Linked DNA regions of Sus scrofa: region 1 is linked to region 2. Evidence: chromatin contacts called from public HiChIP or PLAC-seq data. All regions are on one chromosome and are shown on one strand. Each heading gives the region's core, a stretch centred on a gene start, on an enhancer-like site or on the middle of the called end of the contact. The rest is flanking DNA. Distances are from core to core; before and after follow the strand shown.

The links. HiChIP or PLAC-seq counts read pairs in DNA pulled down with a chosen protein or histone mark.
Region 1: a contact with region 2 is called in an H3K27ac HiChIP or PLAC-seq map of alveolar macrophages. The contact joins the promoter of DGCR6L here to the promoter of ZDHHC8 in region 2. A contact is called at or near these places in 1 of 5 promoter capture datasets (fetal skeletal muscle) and 1 of 2 datasets of contacts at active chromatin or transcription factors (alveolar macrophages).

The regions. Positions count from the first base shown.
Region 1 is chr14:51,654,185-51,659,993 of Sscrofa11.1, forward strand. It overlaps DGCR6L (protein DGCR6L), which reads right to left and starts at 3,184. Exons shown (of 5, transcript XM_021072536.1): 1 at 2,963-3,184; 2 at 2,718-2,878. The coding sequence starts at 3,072.
Region 2 is chr14:51,500,066-51,506,256 of Sscrofa11.1, forward strand. It overlaps ZDHHC8 (probable palmitoyltransferase ZDHHC8), which reads left to right and starts at 3,009. Exons shown (of 9, transcript XM_005670950.3): 1 at 3,009-3,231. The coding sequence starts at 3,128. RANBP1 (RAN binding protein 1) reads left to right here. Exons shown (of 6, transcript NM_001185070.1): 6 at 1-355. The coding sequence ends at 60.

The DNA of each region.
Region 1 (5,809 bases), core at 1,934-4,433, 150 kb after region 2:
TGCAGAAAAAGCCTTTGACAAAATCCAACACCCATTTCTGATAAAAGCCTTTCAGAAAGTGGGCATAACGAGAGCCTACCTCAACATGATAAAGGCCATATATGACAAACCCACAGAGAACATCATTATCAATGGTGAAAAGCACAAAGAATTCCCACTGAGATCAGGAACAAGACAAGGATGTCCACTCTTGCCATTACCCTTCAACATAGTTTTGGAAGTCCTGGCCACAGTAATCAGAGAAGTAAAAGAAAGAAAAGGAATCCAAATTGGAAAGGAAGAAGTAAAATTATCACTATTTGCAGATGATATGATACTATACCTAGAGAACCCTAAAGACTCTACCAGAAAACTGTTAGAGCTCATCCATGAATTTGGCGAAGTTGCAGGATACAAAAGTGATACACAGAAATTGACGGCATTTCTATACACTAACAATGAAAGATCAGAAAGAGAAATTAGGGAAGCAATCCCGTTTACCATCATATCCAAAAGAATAAAATACCTAGGAGTAAACCTACCTAAAGAGACAAAAGACCTGTACTCTGAAAACTTTAAGACACCAATGAAAGAAATCAAAGATGACACAAATAGATGGAAAGATACACCATGCTCATGGATTGGAAGAGTTAATATTATCAAAATGACTATACTACCCAAGGCAATCTACAGATTCAATGCAATCCCTATCAAATTACCAAGGTAACATTTTTCACAGAACTCGAACAAAATATTTTAAAGTTTGTTTGGAAGCACAAAAGACCCAGAAAAGCCAAAGACAGCCTGAAAAAGAAAAATGGAGCTGGAGGAATCAGGCGCCTGGACTTCAGACTGTACTACAAAGCAACAATCATCAAAACCGTATGGTACTGGCACAAAGACAGAAATAGAGATCAGTGGAAAAGGATAGAAAGCCCAGAATTCAACCCATGCACCTACAGCCAACTAATCTATGACAAAGCAGGCAAGAATACACAAGGGAGAAAAGACAGCCTGTTCAATAAGTGGTGCTGGTAAAACTGGACAGCCACATGGAAAAGAATGAAATTAGAACACTCCCTAATGCTATACACAAAAATAAACTCCAAATGGATTAAAGACCTAGATATAAGACCAGACACTATACAACTCTTAGAGGAAAACATAGGCCAAACACTCTCTGACAAAAATGACAGCAACATCTTCTCAGATCCACCTTTTAGAGTATTGACAGTAAAAACAAAAATAAACAAATGGGACCTAATCAAACTTAGAAGTTTCTGCACAGCAAAGGAAACCCTAACCTACACGAAAAATGGGCAGAAGATCTAAAGAGACAATTTTCCAAAAAAGACATATGCATGGCCAAAAAAACACATGGAAGGATGTTCAACATCACTCATTATTAGAGAAATGCAAATCAAAACCACTATGAGGTACCACCTTACACCAGCCAGAATGGCCATCATCAAAAAGTCTACAAACAATAAATGCTGGAGAGGGTGTGGAGAAAAAGGAACCCTGTTACACTGTTGGTGGGATTGTAAATTGGTGCAACCACTGTGGAAAGCAGTATGGAGATTCCTCAGAAAGCTAAACATAGAAGTAACATTTGATTCAGCAATCCACTCCTGGGCATCTATCCAGAGAAAACCACAACTTGCAAAGACACATGTAATATGATGTTCAAGCAGTCTTTTCAATAGCCAAGACATGGAAACAACCTAAATGTCCATCGACAGAAGAATGGATCAAGAAGATGTGGTACACGTACACAATGGAATATTATTCAGCCATTAAAAGGAATGAAATACTGGCATTTTTAGCAACATGGATGGACCTAGAAATTATCATGCTAAGTGAAGTCAGTCATACAATGAGACACCAACATCAAATGCTTTCACTGACATGTGGAATCTGAAAAAAAGGACAGACTTAACTTCTTTGCAGAACAGATGCTGACTCACAGACATTGAAAAATTTATGGTCTCTGGAGGAGACAGTTTGGGGGTTGAGGGGATGTGCTTGGGCTGTGGGATGGAAATCCTGTGAAATCAGATTGTTATGATCATTATACAACTACAGATGTGATAAATTCATTTAAGTAATAAAATAAATAGATAAATAAATAAATAGGAAAAATTAAAAAAAAAAGTTGGGGAAAAATAAAAGAGGTGGAAATCTGAGATGGGCAGGAAGAGCCGCCCAGCATGTCTTGCAGGAAGGGGCTCTGAAGCCCCTCCCACACCAGCAGGGATGGCAGGGAGGGGCAAGGCTCAGGAGGCTTTGGCCTTACACGTGGCTCAAGTGGAAAAGCTTTCTGTTTCCGGAGGGTGCCACTGGACACAATGCGCAGCAGAAATAGAAGTGACGCCAAAGAGGACTTCAGAGCTGTCAACACTGTGGGACATTACTGCGGGTGGCCAACCACCACTACCAGGACCTGCCCGTAGGCTGATCAAGCATAGAAGCTTTAGGCCATCCTGCCTGGAAGCGGGTGAGGGCACATGGGAGCTCGAGCAGGGAGGTTCTGGATGTCCTGCGAATGATGACCGTGCAACTGACAAAGTAATACTGACTTGACCCATTTGTAGCCACAGGCCCTGCGCCCTTGATCCGATCAATTCAGGGACTTATTCCAAGAGATACCCGGAACAGGCTCAGCCCGGAGATCGGAGCTGCCCCGGCAGGCTGACTTCCCGCAGGGGGAACTGCATCGTTCCGCCACCCCAGCGCACCTCGGTGCTCGTTCTGCAGCCGCAGGCGCTGGTTGTACAGGCTCTTCTCGGTGAGGTGCTGGATCTCCAGCAGCCCCTGCACGATTTCGAACACGGTGCCGTCGAGGAGCGCCAGGGCCAGGTCGCTGAGCGTGGTGTAAGACAGGCGCTGCTGGAAAGAGCTGCAGGCAGAAGGTGCAGTGAGCGGGGACAGGGCGCGGCCGCCTCGAGGGACCGCCCGCCCCACCCGCCCCGCGGCCACGCACCTGGGCAGCTCCTTGACTAGGCCCTGCAGCGCAGAGAGCAGCTGGTAGTGCCGCTCCTGCTGCCGGGCCCCGTCCATCGCCTCCTCCAAAGCGCCAGCGTAACGCTCCATGGCGCCAGCAGCCAGCTAGCCGCCCCAGGAGCGTCGTGGGCCTCTGGCGTTGGCTCTAGCCTGACGCGCCCCGCCCCCTTTCACGACAGTTCTGAAAGTGCACGGCCGGCCTTCTGCACAATCCAGAAGGCTAGCTCCGCCCCTCCGCATTGTCCCCACCCCTTACACTGCTTCCCCTCCCACAAGACCTCGAAGGCAGATCGCCCCAGCCTAAAATCGCGAGATTTCGAAGAAGCTCCGGAGTCCGCGCAGTGGGCGTGGGCCGAGGCTCCCCCACCGTGGTTCTCGGCTGTTTACGGAGGCTGTGTGGCTTTTTTTTTTTTTTTAGGGGGGCGGGCTCAGTTATTTTTCCTGGAATCAAATTACAGTACTTCTTGAAAGCATTATGCTAGGGAAAAAAAAAAAAAAGCCAGACACAGAAGGCCACGTATTGCGTGATTCCATGTATATGCAATGTCCGGAAATGGCAAATCCATAAAGACAACGTAGCTTGGTGGTTGGCTAAGGTGGGGAACTGCGTGGAGGATGGGTAAGAGAAGTCTAATGGAAGGGATGATGAAATGTTTTTGACTTGATTGTAATACTGATTGTGCAGGATTAAAAACCATTAACATGTAAACTTCAGAGAGATTAATTGTGTGTTATGTGAATTCTATCTCAACATAGCTGTCATTTTAAAACGAGGGGGGTTTATTTTGGAGTTACAAAGAAATTCTGGAGATAATGGTGATGGCTGCACAATGATGTGAATATATTTAATGTCAGGTGTACACTTAAAAACGGATAAGATGGTAGTTTTTTGTTTTGTTTTTGTCTTTTTGCCTTTTCTAGGGCCGCTTCCCGCGGCATATGGAAGTTCCCAGGCTAGGGGTCTAATTGGAGCTGTAGCCGCTGGCCTACACCAGAGCCATAGCAATGCGGGATCCCAGCCGCGTCTGCGACCTGCACCGCAGCTCACAGCAATGCTGGATCCTTAACCCACTTGCTCAGGTCAGGGATCGAACCTACAACCTCAACGAACCTAGTCGGATTCGTTAACCACTGCACCACGTCGGGAACATCTAAGATGGTAGATTTAAAAAATTACAGTATTGGAGTCCCCAGTCGCGGTGCAGCAGAAACAAATCTGACTAGGAACCATGAGATTGCTGCGGGTTCGATCCCTGGCTTTGCTTAGTGGGTTAAGGATCCGGCGTTGCCGTGAGCTGTTGTGTAGTCGCTGACATACTTCAGATCTGGCGTTGCTGTGGCTGTGGCGTAGGCTGGCAGCTGTAGCTCCGATTGGACCCCTAACCTAGGTACTCCATATGCCATGGGTTCGACCCTAAAAAAAAAAGTAAAAAATTACAGTATTGATTAAAAGATTTTATCTTTTATATCTAGAGAAACGGATTTATTAATTTTATAGTTTTTCTTAAGAACAAACACGTATTTAGTAGCTCCATTGCATTGGAACAGTAACTCACAGTGACTTGTGAAATCCATCTTCTTCAGCCTTCTGTGTTGGGTTTTCCAGTCATGGTCTAGAAGAAAAGCCATCCTGTCAGGTGGCAGGATGTTTACGAGTGACACTGGTTCTTTTCAGACTTTTCAATTTTACCCAACAACTAGTACTAAAAACTGGCACTTGCCATCTGCCTCTATAAGGATTAAGTCACAAGCCACTGACCTTCAAAACCCTCTGTGAGGAGCTCAGGGTGGAGATCAGGAGTGATGCTCTCTGTGGTCCAGGAAAAACTGGAAGAACAGGTCTTTAGATAGTTAGATATTTTCAGAAGAAGATTTAATGAGCCCAGTTTTTCCATCTCCTCATATCTAGGAAAGCACTAAAATCCTCCATAGTGACATTTGTCCCTTGTGACTAACAGCAACCTTCTGCAAAATGTGTGCTTGGTTGGATGTACCAACCCCTTTCATGAAAATCACATACATGCTGACCTTTCCTTCTAGTTTCAGAGTGGTTTCTCAGAGCTGTCTGAAATGCTGCCTCCGGGCTATAGTCCTCATTTTGCTTCCCATAAAACTCAACTTAAAATTCTCACATTGTGCAATTTTTTTTTTTGCAATCAACAAACCCCAAATTAGAGTGCTGATGAAACTGAGCAGGACCTTCTGAGATCCTCCCAGCTGACCAGAGATTCATGGCTCAGATAATGTTCCAACCACAAGCAATACCCGAAAGCTGCTTGGAACCATGATTGGTATGGTCATCCCTGAAAATTGAAGATCACCTTCTCCCAAGCATGTAGCCCCTTCCCCTTTTCCTTATATAATCCCTGGGGTGCTATAACAAAGCTCCATTTAGGTATTTTAGGTAGCTTATGAACAATAGAAAGGTATATATAGATCCTTATGGTGGAGGCCAGAAGTCTGCATCAGGGTACCAGCTTGGGAGTGTGACGGCACCCTTTTGGTGATGGATTATATTACAGAGAGCCCCGTGCTGCTGCTTTTACTTCAGTTGGCCATTTTTCTGGAATCATATGAGGGAATACAATCATGCATTTTTACCAGTGTGGTCCCCTGGATAGTTACTTTAAGCCTTTGGTTATTATCCGGATATAGCATTTGGTTGCTCAGTTTATTCTGCTTTGGCTGTTGATACCACTTTCCTGTCCCTTCTGTTTCTTTTGACATTATTTCATCTTCAGGGTTTTTTTTCCCCCACCTGGTTTAATTCCTTCTTAGTTCCAGTTTCTAGGAGACCTCTGTGTGCTGGAATTAAATTTGTTTCTTT
Region 2 (6,191 bases), core at 1,759-4,258:
GTGAAGGCGGGCACGGAGCCGCAGGACGAGGCCAAGCAGCCGGCCGAGGAGGAGCAATGAGTCGGCTCCCACGTCCCTTTCTCCCTGTCTTTTCCCTCTTTTCTTTTTTTAAATTTTGCCCTGCCCCTCTTCCGTTTGTTTTTATTCTGTTTTGTTTTTACAAGGGACTTTATATAAAAGAACTGACTTCCGACATTCAGGTTGTTTTTTTTTCTCAGTTATTGCCCTATTGAAGATGACTTCAGAGAACCCCTTCCCCAGTCATGAGAATGTACTCTGCTAACTTTCTTTTCCACAGTGGAAACACTTATTTATAGTCATCAAAATAGTGAATAAATAACACATTTGAAACCTGCATGGAGGCAGGACCGTGTGTGCGCCGGCCCTGTCCTGGGACAGTGGGTTCCTCCATCTCTGCCGTCACACTCCCCCTGCCGTGGCCACTGGGCTGAGGTGGGCAGATGGCCAGGGGAGTGGTGCCGTCCTCTGGCTGCCTTAACAGCCCTGTTCTGCCCTGTGCCTGGGAGCAGGCAGCCTCTTTCTTGGCCTTGGGGGAAGGAAAAGAATCCCACCAGATCCCTTGGCTGTGGCTTCAGGAGGCCATGTGTGTCTCCGGTCTTTGGCCGGGCCACCTTTGGTTGGCCCTCAGCCCCATGGCCACCCTCCGAGAAGACCTGTCTGCTCATGCCTAGCTCTCTGCGTGGCTGGAATTGAGGGTGCCTGCAGTGCCTTTTAGGAGGGCGTTTTCAGGAACACAGATGGTTAGAGCCAATTGGGGCTCATCTTGTAAGGCAGTTCTAAGCAAGGGAGAAGTCTCCACACACACGGGCACTTCTGGGGTGGCCTGTGTCCCAGGAGGCCCCTCAGGCTGTGAGGCACAGGGCAGGACCTGACCCTGGAGGGAGCACGCCCCTGGTTGTGGCCTTGGTACCTTCCAGAGGCTTACAGTGTGGCACACCCTGGTCTATTCTCCGTGTACTGTCCAGCTTGGACCGCCTGTCCTTGATCCCTCTGGCAGATGCACCTCCAGAGAAAGCTGCTCTTGTTTTAAAAGAGCAAACTGAAGACATCACTGGCCCTTGTCAACTCTTGGTGGCCCTAGGCCTTGCTCCTGGGACCTGCAGTGGTCCTTCCTGCATTGGAGAGGGGGTGTGCTGGAGCTTATGCACCTTCTCATGTTGACGAGTTGGAATGGTGATGTTGATGTGATGCCTTGACATGGAAGGCTGGTTGGAGGTCAGACACCCAATCCTGCCAGCACAGCAAGGGTGTCAAATGTCTGTTTTGGGCTCTGGATACAAGGTGAATCCCACTTGTAGAACTCCAGTCTGGTTTCCCTTTTGAGTGACAAGATGTGTCTCCAGGGGGGAAACCCTGAGTGAGACAGCCTTTCCCTCAGTGGTTGTGACCAAGCTGCATTGAAAACTGACTGGGTGAGCAGGGACACTTTGAGGTCCCCTCTGAGCCCCTGGCCAAGCAATTCCCTGTTTTGTGAAATGGCTGTTCCTTTCTAGGTCAGTCCCTTCCCTGCAGCTTGGCCAAACTTTGTGCTGTGGCCATCTCACCTGAGACCTCCCTTGCTCAGACAGTTGGCAAGACCTGGTCAAAGGAGGTGTACACCATTCCTGCCCATGGCCAGCTCTCCCCACACAGACCTGGGCCGCAGTCTGTCCAAGGCTACCAGAGGTAGAGTAAGGGGTCTGCCCTGCTTGCCTGTGGGCCCTGGGCTTCTGCAGTAGGCACCCCGAGGGTAGAGGCTACAACTGGGGAGTTGCAGGAGGGGCCCGTCACTGTTTCTGCTGTCCAGCAGCTGCTTTTGTGCCCCACTCCACCCCAGTCTGGTTCCCAGACCAGGTTCTTAATAGCTCCCAGCCCAGCTGGGCTGGGACCTTCATAAGGCCCATGTCCAGCCAAGGAGCCCCAGGGCCTGTGCAGCATGGCCAGAGGAGGTGGACACTGGGCTGCACGGGGTTCTGGTTATAGAGAAGCAGTTGCTCAGGGCCCTCGAGGGGAAGGGCTCCACATGGATTCCCACCAGGGCAGGGGCTGATGGGTCTTGGTTTCAGAGCAGAGGGCCCTGAGGACCTGTTGGAGGGGACAGACTCACTGGTCCTCACTGCAGCCTGTAATTTGCCCCAGCCCCTCTCCTCCCAGAGGCTCTGGGTGGCTGCTCCACTAGGAGGCCAGTGGGCCACCCTGCTGCTGGTCCGCCCACACTGCGAGGCCGCTGGTCCACCTTAAGTAGCTTCAGGGGTGGTGCTGGCGGGTGGGATTTCCTGCAGGAGGTGGGTCCGCCCACGGGCCAATCCGAGGCTAGGGCAGGGTGCCCAGCACCTCTGGAGGGGCACTGCACGCCCCTCCTGGGAGGCCTAGGGTCCCACCCACACACTCGTCACCTGCAGGAGGGACAGGCCATTTGGCCTGAGGGCTGTGAGGTGGGCAGGGGAGAGAACCAAGGTGCCTCTGCAGTGTTGCAATAATCCTTCCTCTTGAATGCCGGGGCGAGGAGAGGCTCCAGACAAGAGGAACCTGGCCCTATTCTGTGGCAGTGTCACAACCCCTCACCTTCGTGAATGCTGGGCGCAGGGGTGGGATGCGCTCCAAAGGAGGGACCTGGCCCCATTCAGGAATAGCTCTCATCAGGGCCGTCAGCCGGCTCCTGGGAATGTGCTCCCCCCAGGGACAATGTCTGAGAGGTTTAGTGGAGAGTCTGCAAATGGCCCAGGAAGGAATGTAAATGCCACAGCGCCAGGACTGCAGGTTGGAGATGGGCCCTGGCATTGGCTGTGTGTCCACTGGGTGGGCAAGGCCTCTGGGGCATGGCCTTTTGGGCCACAAGAAAAGTCCCCACCCCTGAGAGGTCCTGGCCAACTACCCCTCTATCGCCGGGAGGAGGGTCGCCAGAGGGCCCCTCCCCGGCCCACGGCTGCTGCCGGCCCATGGCCGCTGCCAGTCCACAGCCGCTGCCGGTCCACCTTAAGGGGCGCGCTTACATCAGCACGGCGTCTCCGCCGCCGCCCGTGGGGTGGGATTTCCTCCGCTGCCGCCGCTGCCGCCCGGGTCCTGCCCGTCCAGCCGGCCCCGCCCGCCTGGCCCTGGGGAGGGATGCGGCGGCGCGGCGCCCAGGATGCCCCGCAGCCCCGGGACGCGCCTCAAACCTGCCAAGTACATCCCGGTGGCCACAGCGGCTGCGCTGCTGGTCGGCTCCAGCACCCTCTTCTTCGTGTTCACGTGAGTCGGCCGCGTCGCCGGGGCCAGAAGGGGCAGGGCTGCACTCAGCGGGGGGCACAGCCCTGTGGGACCAGGGCAGGGGCCGGGGCACCAGGGCTCTGGGTGATGCAAACCTGCACCCTGGGCTAATGCCGATGCCCTGAGTGTGCCCATCCTGGGAGCCAGAGCCAGGTGAGTCCTGGGTGTGAGGGCACTAGTGGCCAGCAGGCACCTCCTGAGTGTGCCAGGCAGGCCCTGGGTGTGAGGCACCAGGCCCGGGCAGGGAGTCTGTATAGGGGCTGCCCAGGATGTATGCCACCCTGCCCTCCCCACAGGCTGCCTGAGGGGACGTGGGTGCCCAGAGCACCAGCCCTCCCTGGGAGTTGCCAAGGGTGGCTGTTGGGCACCTTCCCTGCTGTCCAGCCCCATACCAGAGCCAAGTTGTTCCCGCGTAGGTGTGGTCTGGCCCAGCTGCCACGTGCCTGCCCTTCGGCCACCACCAACGCTGGCCTGGCAATGCCCTCTGCCTTCCCTTGACCTCCTTCTCAGGAAGGCCCAGTGGTCTCAGCTGGAGGGCCCAGGCCCAGCCACACCCAGGGACACTGGCTGTGGTGGGCTCTGGGACACTTGAGGCAGAGGGCAGGCAGGTCCTGGACCCCTGCAGCCCAGAGCAGGTGCTGACCACACAGTTCCCTCTGCAGGGCCGTGCCCACCCCCACCCCAGGGCTCCCCAGGCTTCAGCCGCACAGACCTGAAACCATCTCTTTCCACAGTCCCAGGCTCAGTGACAACCTCTCAAGCTTTCCTGGGGACCTGAGGCTTGGAGTGGCTCCGTAGCCAGTGGGGCAGTTCTTCCAAGGAGGGTCAGCCCCTGAGCACAAGCAAGCCCAGGGCAGGGGCGGGCAGGAGCCAGCCTGACACCCTTTCTTTCACCTTAGCAAGGGCGAGGGCTGTGGCATGAGAATGGCAAGGCTGCACTGGGCTCCTGGGGGGTGGGCGAGCCCCTACCTGAAGGCTGAGGCCAGTGGGCATCACGGGCTGCCAAGAGCATGTTTAAAAAAGGCCTGTGTGGACGGGCTTATTTCTGGCTTTGGCGAGCAGACGTGTTCTTGTCACTCAGATGCTGCTGGCTGTGGGGCCGTGGGCAGTGGGCGCAGGCCAAGATGGGGACGTGTCTAGCTGGGGCTTCCAGAGGGTGGGGCCAGGGCAGGGGTCTTGGGGGAATCTCGGTCCTGCTTCCTGACAGCCAGTCCTGGTTTCTCACCCCCCGAGTGCAATTCAGCATCTGTCCTCCTGGTTTTCAAAGTAATACATGTTCTCTGTCGAGAACTTGTGAAATGCAGGGGAAAAGTTTAAAGAGAAATTGAAATCAGCCAACTCCAGCGAGCCTGCCCACAACCTCTCCCCCTAGGTGCTCCCCAAAGAGTGCTTGTCCAGAGACTTCGGTGATTTCAGAGGGTCCCCACTCCCTGTGAACTGGACCCTCCCCAGCTGGTGGGCCTGGAAGCTGCCCACCCTCCCTCTGGGTGTGGGGTCCTGAGCTCAGTAATGGGTGCTGAGAGGTGCTGGTTGCCTGGGGCAGAAGAGACATTCCCTGCATCCTGCCCCGAGTGACCCACTCTGCCTGAAAGGTGGTGCAGAAGGCGGGGGTGCAGGGGTGCTGTTTGGGGTCCATGTGTAGTGACCATCTTACTGAGTGGCAGGGCTTCTGGCACCTGAGCCCACATTCCCTGGCTGAATGGCTACTGAGGATCCTGGTCTGCTTGCAACTGGCTCTGCTGGGCTCCTCCGAGGCACTGGGATTCCTGAGGGGGCTCTGCTGGGTAGTCCCGGCCCATTGATGCTGCCCATGGAGAGCTGATTCTGGGCAAGCAAGGGACCAGGCTGTCCCCTCCTTGGGACAGGCCTCTCGTCACCCTGGCCCCCATACCTACGGACCCAGGCCCAACACAGACTCAGATGTGCTCTCCAGGACCCGCCCTACCTGGTCTTGGTGCATTCTCTCATATTCCCTCTTCTCTGCCCTTGGACTTCACTGGATGCCAAGTGGCCCCTGGCCCCCTCTCTACACTCAGTAAACACAAGCTCCCCCCTTCGAGGCAAGACCACAGGGGCAGCAGCTCCTGGAGATATCCAGGGTGGGAGACCAGGCCTAGGGGACCAAGGACACCTTCCCTAGCTGAGAGGCTAGGACCTGTAAGACATTAAAAAATGTCACCAGGAGAGGCTGGGGTGTGAGGAGGATGCCCGGGCTGGGGTGTCCCCCCTCTGGGGAGGGCAGCACACCACAGGGCAGGTTCCCAGAGGCCCTCTTTCAGGAAGCCTTCCTGAGTTCTTGGTACAGTCCTGCCCCCCTGGGCCCCAGAAGGCCTTCACACTGTGGCTCAGCCCCAGGCCAGGCCTCTGCCTCTGCTCCTCCCCCCTCCTGGGGATACCTTGCCGAATGACAGGGACGCTGTGAACATCAGAGGGCCAGGGCTGCTTGACAGGGAACAAAAGCCTGGGGCCCACGCCGGGCCATCTTATTCCTGTCCGGGGCCATTTGGCTGACTTCTGGGATATCATGGTGGGTCCCCAGGGTGGGCCCAAGCCCTCCCTGTGCTCAGAGGTCCAGTCAGGCCACAAGGCCCAGCCTAGGAGAGTGAGAAGTCCAGCCCAGACCAAGCCAGACTGTGGGTTGCCCAGGTGGCTGGAGCCGCTGGCAGGGACCGCGTGGGGAGGGGGAAACTTGGTGTGATCTCCCTGCCTGGAAGTGCTGTGTGTGGCAGGGGCACCCCTGCCCCTGAGCTTCAGCTTCCCCATCTGCTCAGGTGTATACAGGGATGGGATGGTTGGCGCACGTGGTCGGAGGACCTGCCTAGCTGGACCAGGGCAGAATGGCCACAGACCCTCTGGTCCTGGGTGCCCAGTGCATGAGTGTCATTAGCCAGAGTTAATGAAGAGCCTGATTTAAATGAAGACGTCTTGAGTTAAAATTTTCC